Linked DNA regions of Ovis aries: region 1 is linked to region 2. The links are chromatin contacts, called in public Hi-C maps. All regions are on one chromosome and are shown on one strand. The core of a region is the stretch at or near the end of the contact, and the rest is flanking DNA. Distances in the headings are between cores, read along the strand shown. Region 1 holds the start of ANTXR2 (ANTXR cell adhesion molecule 2). Region 2 has its middle 250 kb from the start of ANTXR2.

Region 1 (3,955 bases), core at 1,264-3,763, 250 kb after region 2:
CTTCTTAAACAGAAGACTGATGACTGAACATGGACAAGCATACATTTTTATAGGGATAAGCTTACTGCTGCCAATAACTGAAAGCAAGGATTTCCTAGGCCTCTACAGATTGTTTGAAGTTACTTGCAACATGACTTTCAAAATGTTTTGATCATCCAAGCCGTTTTAAAGAAAACATTTGGGCTAACACGACTGAAAGAAGCAATATTTAATGATACAGCTCCTTTTCATGTCCTTTCCATTATCTTGATAAACTTGCATTTCCTCGTTGCATTTTTTCTTCTTTAAAAAGAAAAAAAAAAAAAGAGGAGGAGGAAAAAAGCCTCAAAAGCCTAGTGTCCTAGGGTTACTTTTAAATAAGAAAGCCGCTAATTTCTGGTTACCTCTAAATAAGAGAGTAAGCTGGCTATCATAGCAGTTATGCTTTTTATAGGAGACAAACCAATCTTTCCTAGTAAGGCTTATTGCATATATAGAACAGTTAAATTTTAAACCAGCCACACACCCACACATTGTGTAAACACAAGTCATTTCTTTAAACACACACACACACAAGTGCCTTTTCTGGTAGTGGGTTATTAACACATGCTCATTTGAAGTTTACCAACACTTTTTTTCTTAATGAGGACCTCAATAATGCTAAGAATTGTGTGGAATGGAAAATATATTATGGGTATTATTAGCATAAACTTTTAAAGTGATAAATTATGAGAAAGCATAAATGAAATTCAAAACAGATGAAAACTCAGAAAGGAAAAGACATTTGGAATCATATCTGAAGATACTTCCCCAGAGCCTGAGCCAAGTTTCTGAGATCCAGATGAAATAAGTCCTCAACAACTGAAGGGCTGTCCTAATAACAGCTTGTGTGTGATAAGACCTTGAGGCACTTAAAAATCAACACTTCAGTAAAGGCTTTCCCTGCAAATGGTTTCCAAAAAAGGATACCCTATCTGGCCTTTGGTCTACTTGCCTCCACCTCAAAGTTCCCTGCTTAGAAAAGGAAAGTAGGAGAAATACCTTACAAATCTCTCTGTAAGTTGCTGAACAAAATTGTAAATCTCAATCCAGTTATTTGCCACACTCCCAGACCTGAAAAAGAAAATTGAACGAATCAGAAAAACAACACAGTTACAGGGGTGTAACCTGACCTCTTCTTCAAGCCAAGTTAACAGTATCAGCAGCTGAAAGGTAGGTGCTACAAGAACCTAGGAAGTCTACCCATCTTCAGGGATCACCTGCCTGCTAATTGTCTGGAGTAAGATCCCAGCTCTTCAAATAAACACAGCCTTCCTCAGAAGGAAATGCAAACCACAGTGAGTACGTTAACTTTAGACTGCCAAGCTACAATGAAAGTGCTGTGCTCAGGATAAAACCCGGCAAACTTTAGCCAGCGTGAGGCGTTGAGGACTGAGGGACCCAGAAGGAGTCTTATGTGGGTCCTAGGGTCGCAGAAGGTTACCCCAAGTGACAGCACTCCCATTTCCTAAGAAACCCCGCCACTGGCCAGCAGTGACTGCCCATGTCCCTAGAGAGCCTAGCAGCTCCGGGCTCCTCCTATTACCCCGCAGCCCGCACAGATCCGAAAGCGCTCGCCTTTCGGACAGAGATAGCAACAGGGCGCCCATCACCGGAGTTGCCCCTCACCCCTCCCCAGGTCGCACAGACAGCTCAGCCTCCCCCCACCACAGCTCACCACCCAGGGCCACTCTCCCCAGGAGACCCTGGATCCCTTTTCCCGCACTCACTTGTCCAAGACGAAGTAGAGATCAAAGGCTCCGTGGCAGGAGGGCTGCTCCTGGGCGCTCAGCAGCCCCCCGGGACCGCTGAGAGCAAGCAGCCACAGCCCAGGGATCAGCCAGCGCCCGGGACAGCGGGCCGGGGAGAGCCCCGCCACCATCCTGCGGCCGGGGGTCTGCGGCTCCCTCCTGCTCGCAGCCCCCCTCGGCTCGGCTCGGCTCCACTCGGCGGCGACGCTAGGGTGGTGGGAGTGACCAGGGACGCACCCTGAGGTGGGGGGGATAGCGAGTCCCTTAGGGCGCCGGCGCCTGGGTCAGCGGGACCCACTGACTGACAGAGGGAGGGAGACAGGGAAGGAGGGAGGTCCTAGCAGGACAAAGGGAGACTCCGCCGCCGCCGCAGCTGCCGCCGGAACTCTTGACGAATCCCCGTGGAAGAGCGATCCGGCCCTCCCCCTCCCGATTCCGGAGAGTTCCTGCAGATCACCGGGGCCCGCGGCGACTGCTCGCAGAAGTTCCTCCGCCGCCTCGGGTCGAGCCTCCAGCCTCCGCTACAGAGCTCGGGTCCTCCAGGAGGGCCGCCCGGGACGCGGCCGCCGCCGCGTACACTTGAAAACGGAGGACCGCTCGGTTCGGGTTCCCCGCCTCCGCCCGGCACTGCAAACTTTTCTTCCTCGTACTCGGCTCTGGCACCGCGCGGCGGCCGGGCCGTCCTCTTTAGGGGAGGAGGCCGGGCGGCTCCGGAGAAGCCACTCGCAGCCAAGGCCAGAACCGCAATCCGGCCGGGTCTCCGCGGTGGCTGTGTGCGCCCGAGGGCGGGGCCTGAGCCGAGCCACACACGCACACTTGTGGGTTCGTGCCGAGCCGAGATGACTAAGGCTTGCCAGCTTTTGGAAAGGAGAGAAGTAGTTTAGAAAAACAGATGTCCTCTAGAAACTAAACAACCCCCCTTCCTGTACCCTGCAGGCTCGGCCTGTTGCAGCAGCTGTGCAGAGCAGCCCGTGGCGGGGTTGGGAGACTGAGGTCTAGCGGTCCTGAGAAAGGGCATGACCCCCTCTCTCTGCCTCACCCCCATTATCACAAGCGCACTTGCTGCTCCGGTATCTAAAGTAGACAACTTCCTCTTTTTTTTTTTTTTCTTTTTCTTAAATGAACCTACCTCATTGTTTCATCTCATTAAGACTAGAAACTTCTCTGGGGGTGGGGGGGAGTAAGGGTGGGAAACTTCAGGAATGAACAGCTGTACCTCAAAACATTGCATCCCACTGACATTCATCTCAAGCTCCAGATATTGAGAATTTCATCTCGGAGCCAACTGGGTCACCCTTGCCAAACTTGCACAGGAGCAAAAGTTTGCAGGCATTTTGGATTCTCTGCTTACTCATTCATTCTGCACTCAACCTCTCCTCTCTGCTCCTACCGCAACCTGCCTCCCCGCCGGTGGAAACTGACTTTTAGAGCCTAACCATCTGATCGGTATGTTAGTCGCTCAGTTGTGTCCGACTCTTTTGAGACCCCATGGACTGTACTTCCTCAGGCTCCTCTGTCCATGGGATTTCCCAGGCAAGAATACTGGAGTGGGTTGCCATTTCCTCCTCCAGGGTATCTTCCCCATCCTGGATTGAACCTTCCTCTCCTGAGTTTTCAGTATGGCAGGCGGATTCTTTACGGCTGAGACACCAGGGAATCCCACTGGTATGCACACCAGTGATTGAGAGTAACATTCAGTGTCACCTCCTCTTCATTTGAATTAAGTCAAGGCTTTATGATAAAAAGTTCATATAGTACTACATTACATGTTGTCTCAGCAATTTGAATAGTTGTGGTGCATATTTAACTTTTTGTTTACACTGTCTTTGACTACAACCAGATTTGCAAGCTGTTTGAAGACAGAAATCCATCACCTTAGTATCTGCTTTAGGTAAAGAATCTGTCTGCCCATGCAAGAAACTCAGTTCAATCCCTGGGTCGGGAAGACCCATGGAGAAGGAAATAGCAACCCACTTCAGTATTCTTGCCTGGGAAATCCCATGGACAGAGAAGCCTGGCAGGCTATAAGTCCTTGGAGGTACAAAAGAGTGGGACACAACTTAGCGCCTAAAACAACAACAATATGCCTGGCACTGTTCTAGGACCTAGAGTAAAAGCTCAGAATAAGATGACAAGCCCCAGTTTCCATGAAGCTTGCAGTCTGGTTGAGGAGGAAAAGCAGGCAG
Region 2 (3,535 bases), core at 892-3,391:
CTGGATGAAGTGCAAGCTGGAATCAAGATTGCTGGGAAAAATATCAATAGCCTCAGATATGCAGATGACACCATCTTTATGGCAGAAAGCGAGGAGGAACTGAAGAACCCCTTGGTGAAAGTGAAAGAGGAGAGTGAAAAAGCTGGCTTAAAACTCAACACTCAAAAAAGATCATGGCATCTAGTCCCATCACTTCATGGCAAACAGATGGGGAAACAATGGAAACAGTGACAGATTTTATATTTTGGGCTCCAAAATCACTGCAGATGGTGACTGCAGCCATGAAATTAAAAGATGCTTGCTCCTTAGAAGAAAAATTATGACCAACCTAGACAGCATATATTAAAAAGCAGAGACATTACTTTGCTGACAAAGGTCTATCTAGTCAAAGCTATGATTTTTCCAGTAGTCACATATGGATGCGAGAGTTGGACAATAAAGAAAGCTGAGTGCTGAAAATTTGATACTTTTGAACTGCGGTGTTGGAGAAGACTCTTTAGAATCCCTTGGAATGCAAGGAGATCCAACCAGTCAATCCTAAAGAGAATCAGTGCCAAATATTCATTGGAAGGACTGATTCATTTGGAAGGCCAAACCCCAATACTTTGGCCATGCAAAGAACTGACTTGTTGGAAAAGACCCTGATGCTGGGAAAGATTGAAGGCAGGAGGAGAAGGGGACAACAGAGGATGAGATGGTTGGATGGCATCACTGACTCAATGGACATGAGTTTGAGGAAGCTCCAGGAGTTGGTGATGGACAGGGAAGCCTGGCATGCTGCAGTCCATGGGGTCTCAGAGAGTCGGATACAACTTAGTGACTGAATGGAACTGTACTGAAAACATCAGAGACTCTATGTTGGCGTATTAGATTTAAAGATTACATCAAATGTTTAGTGCAAATGTAACTGTCAAGAAATTTCAATCATTGAAGTTTTTAGATTGGCCACAAGTCAAACATTATCATGCCTGAAAATTAAACTTGGATTTTTTTAAATTTAAAAATAATTTAACAAACCTCTCTCTCTGTATATATGGCTCCCTTACCAAGCTGATTTGGAGGGGTTTTTGTACATTTTCAAATTAGGCAATAGCGTTATTACATTAAGTTAATAATCAGAAGTTATAAGCTATCTTCAAATATAAAATTTATCATTTCAAAATTGGTCTATTCTCTGACTAACCTGAATTTAAATGAGTAATGATGTGATGATAAAATTATTATTGCCAGCACTTACTGAGCACTTTCTATGTCCCAGCTTTTTGCTAAGCACTACATATATTATTCCACTTAATTCTCAAACAACTGTGTCAGGTAGATTCTTATGATTTCTCTTTTTTTTGTAGCTGTAATTACATGGGCTCAGCAACAATTCAAAGTTTCACAATCATACCCAGCTTATAAGTCATGAAACAGCAATGAAATATATTCAAATAACCAAAATATGGGGGGAAATGGCATCATATCTCTTCAAGATATACTTTAGTAATAATGGTTTTCTATTGAGAGCAATAGAATAAATGATAAAAACAGATATCCTCTTAAAATAATTTTATTTCATGTTATAGATCCACTGGCAATCTACTAAAGAGTCATTTTAGAAAGTGACATTTTTTTTAAATGAGTCATTGTGAGTGCAGTGGCATTGAGCAATTGAAAGAGTCTTTAAAATATGTATTTCAATTATGAAATAGAGTAGGAGTTTATGTATTTGTTGTGTGACTTTATGTCCTGTGGTTGAATCAAGATTATCTGTTCCTGGGTTTTCGTGAACATGTCTGTTTTCAAATGTTAAGAAATATACAAAAAACTTTTAGCCTCTTGACAAACATCTTTTGCCCTGCAATGCGGTCACGCCAATCAGCTTGCATTTTGTGTCTTTCTTCTCACACTGTCATTGTGTTTTATGAAAATGCCCTCGGGCTCCTTACATTTCTTTAGTGAAGGGGATTTCTGGACCCTCTGTAGAATCCTTGGGGCTTTTTACAATCATCTCTTCCCAGCTGTTCCCTCTCTACCTGGCCCGGTTCCGAGAAAATGATGCAAGGCTGTGAAATGGGACTGTGCTTGGGATCCAGCTGAGGGGAAAGCCTGCCAGAAAGTTCACAGAAACTTTCACATAAACAGAGTGTGACCTGACCAGATCTGGGCTGATGGGGTTAAAGGCTGTTCTTCTGGTCAGGGTACACAAACTGCACTCAACGCGTTCTGTTCCAGGGCTGCTTCCCTGCCATTTATGCAACACGGGGAGATGCCCTTGACCGTTTCTCCCCCCTCTCTTGTGACTATGATTCAATGTCTCACTATAAATTATTTCCCCAAGTGAGGAACCTCATTGTGCTGTATTCAGAGCAGGCCCTCAGCACAAGTATGGAGTAAGCCAGATGAATCTACGGAAGCCTCCTCCCTTTCACATCTTCAATCACTTTTCTTTCTCTGTTGGATTCTGAGCACCCTGGACTCATCTAATGTCAGAGTGCCACAGCTAAGTCTACTCTCCCTGAATCTTACCACAACCAACATGGACTCAGGGGCATCACTTCCTTATTTTTCTGTCACCTCACAACCTGTAATCTTTAACTGGCTGGTAAATCTCAGTAGGAGTTCCTGTGTTAATTGGGCTGAAATTCTGGAAAGACCTCTGGAAATAATCTATTATGTCAAAAAAACAAAACCAAAGCTAACAGGAGTCAACTCACATTTGATGCTGGAGAGGACTCTGTGTTGACTATCAAGAGCTTCTCCTGTCCTTTGGCCCCCATTGCCCTCTCTGTTTTGTGGCTGTCATTACATAATTTTGCTACCCCTGAAAAAGGTAAAAAAACATTTTTTAGAAACTTCTTAATGTGTAATTCTCTTTATGTTGTTCAATCATTTTGTCCGTTGCTTGGAATTTGTGTTTGGAGGAATTCCCAGGGCTTTGTAATCCATGTCTTAGCCCTTCCAAGCCTTTACCAGTTGGTCCAACTTGTTCAGTTCAATGCCAGCTACAAGCCTTCCTCCAACTTCCTCTGAACCAAAATAAAAACCAAAGTCAGGGTATGTAAGAGTGAAAGGTCACTGAAAAATAAAAATAAGTTCTATTTCCTCAAAAATTAATGCCCCCCCAATTACTGTGTTAAATGCTGAATTAAAAATTATGGGTGTAATTAATAACATAACTGAAAACTCCAGTACTTTGGCCACCTTATGCGAAGAGTTGACTCATTGGAAAAGACTATGATGCTGGGAGGGATTGGGGGCAGGAGGAGAAGGGGACGTCAGAGGATGAGATGGCTGGATGGCATCACTGACTCGATGGCCGTGAATCTGAGTGAACTCTGGAGTTGGTGATGGACAGAGAGGCCTGGCATGCTGTGATTCATGGGGTCGCAAAGAGTCGGACACGACTGAGCGATTGAACTGAACTGAATTGAACTTACTTTAAGGGAGTATTTTGCGTTAGCCTAGAAATGATCAATTATCCCACAACACAAAATTTACCTGTCTCAGTGTCGTAAGCCTAGAGGGAAAAGTATAGCACCTGAAGTCAGAA

What was found. A called contact is a pair of places that touch in the nucleus more often than the background predicts.
Region 1: a Hi-C map of liver shows a contact between it and region 2, with 2.6 times the contacts expected there. The contact joins the promoter of ANTXR2 here to the enhancer-like site in region 2. A contact is called at or near these places in 2 of 16 Hi-C or Micro-C datasets (liver and mesenteric adipose tissue).

Annotation. Positions count from the first base shown.
Region 1 is chr6:95,478,619-95,482,573 of ARS-UI_Ramb_v3.0, forward strand. It overlaps ANTXR2 (ANTXR cell adhesion molecule 2), which reads right to left and starts at 2,514. Exons shown (of 17, transcript XM_004009939.6): 1 at 1,749-2,514; 2 at 1,021-1,092. The coding sequence starts at 1,900.
Region 2 is chr6:95,229,975-95,233,509 of ARS-UI_Ramb_v3.0, forward strand. No RefSeq gene overlaps it. Among named protein-coding and RNA genes, the nearest start is that of ANTXR2, 250 kb to the right of the region's middle. Within about 2 kb of position 2,142, at least 10 of the 54 cell types and tissues checked have an H3K27ac peak or open chromatin away from gene starts, as enhancers often do. A contact at or near this core is called in liver, where this site is marked.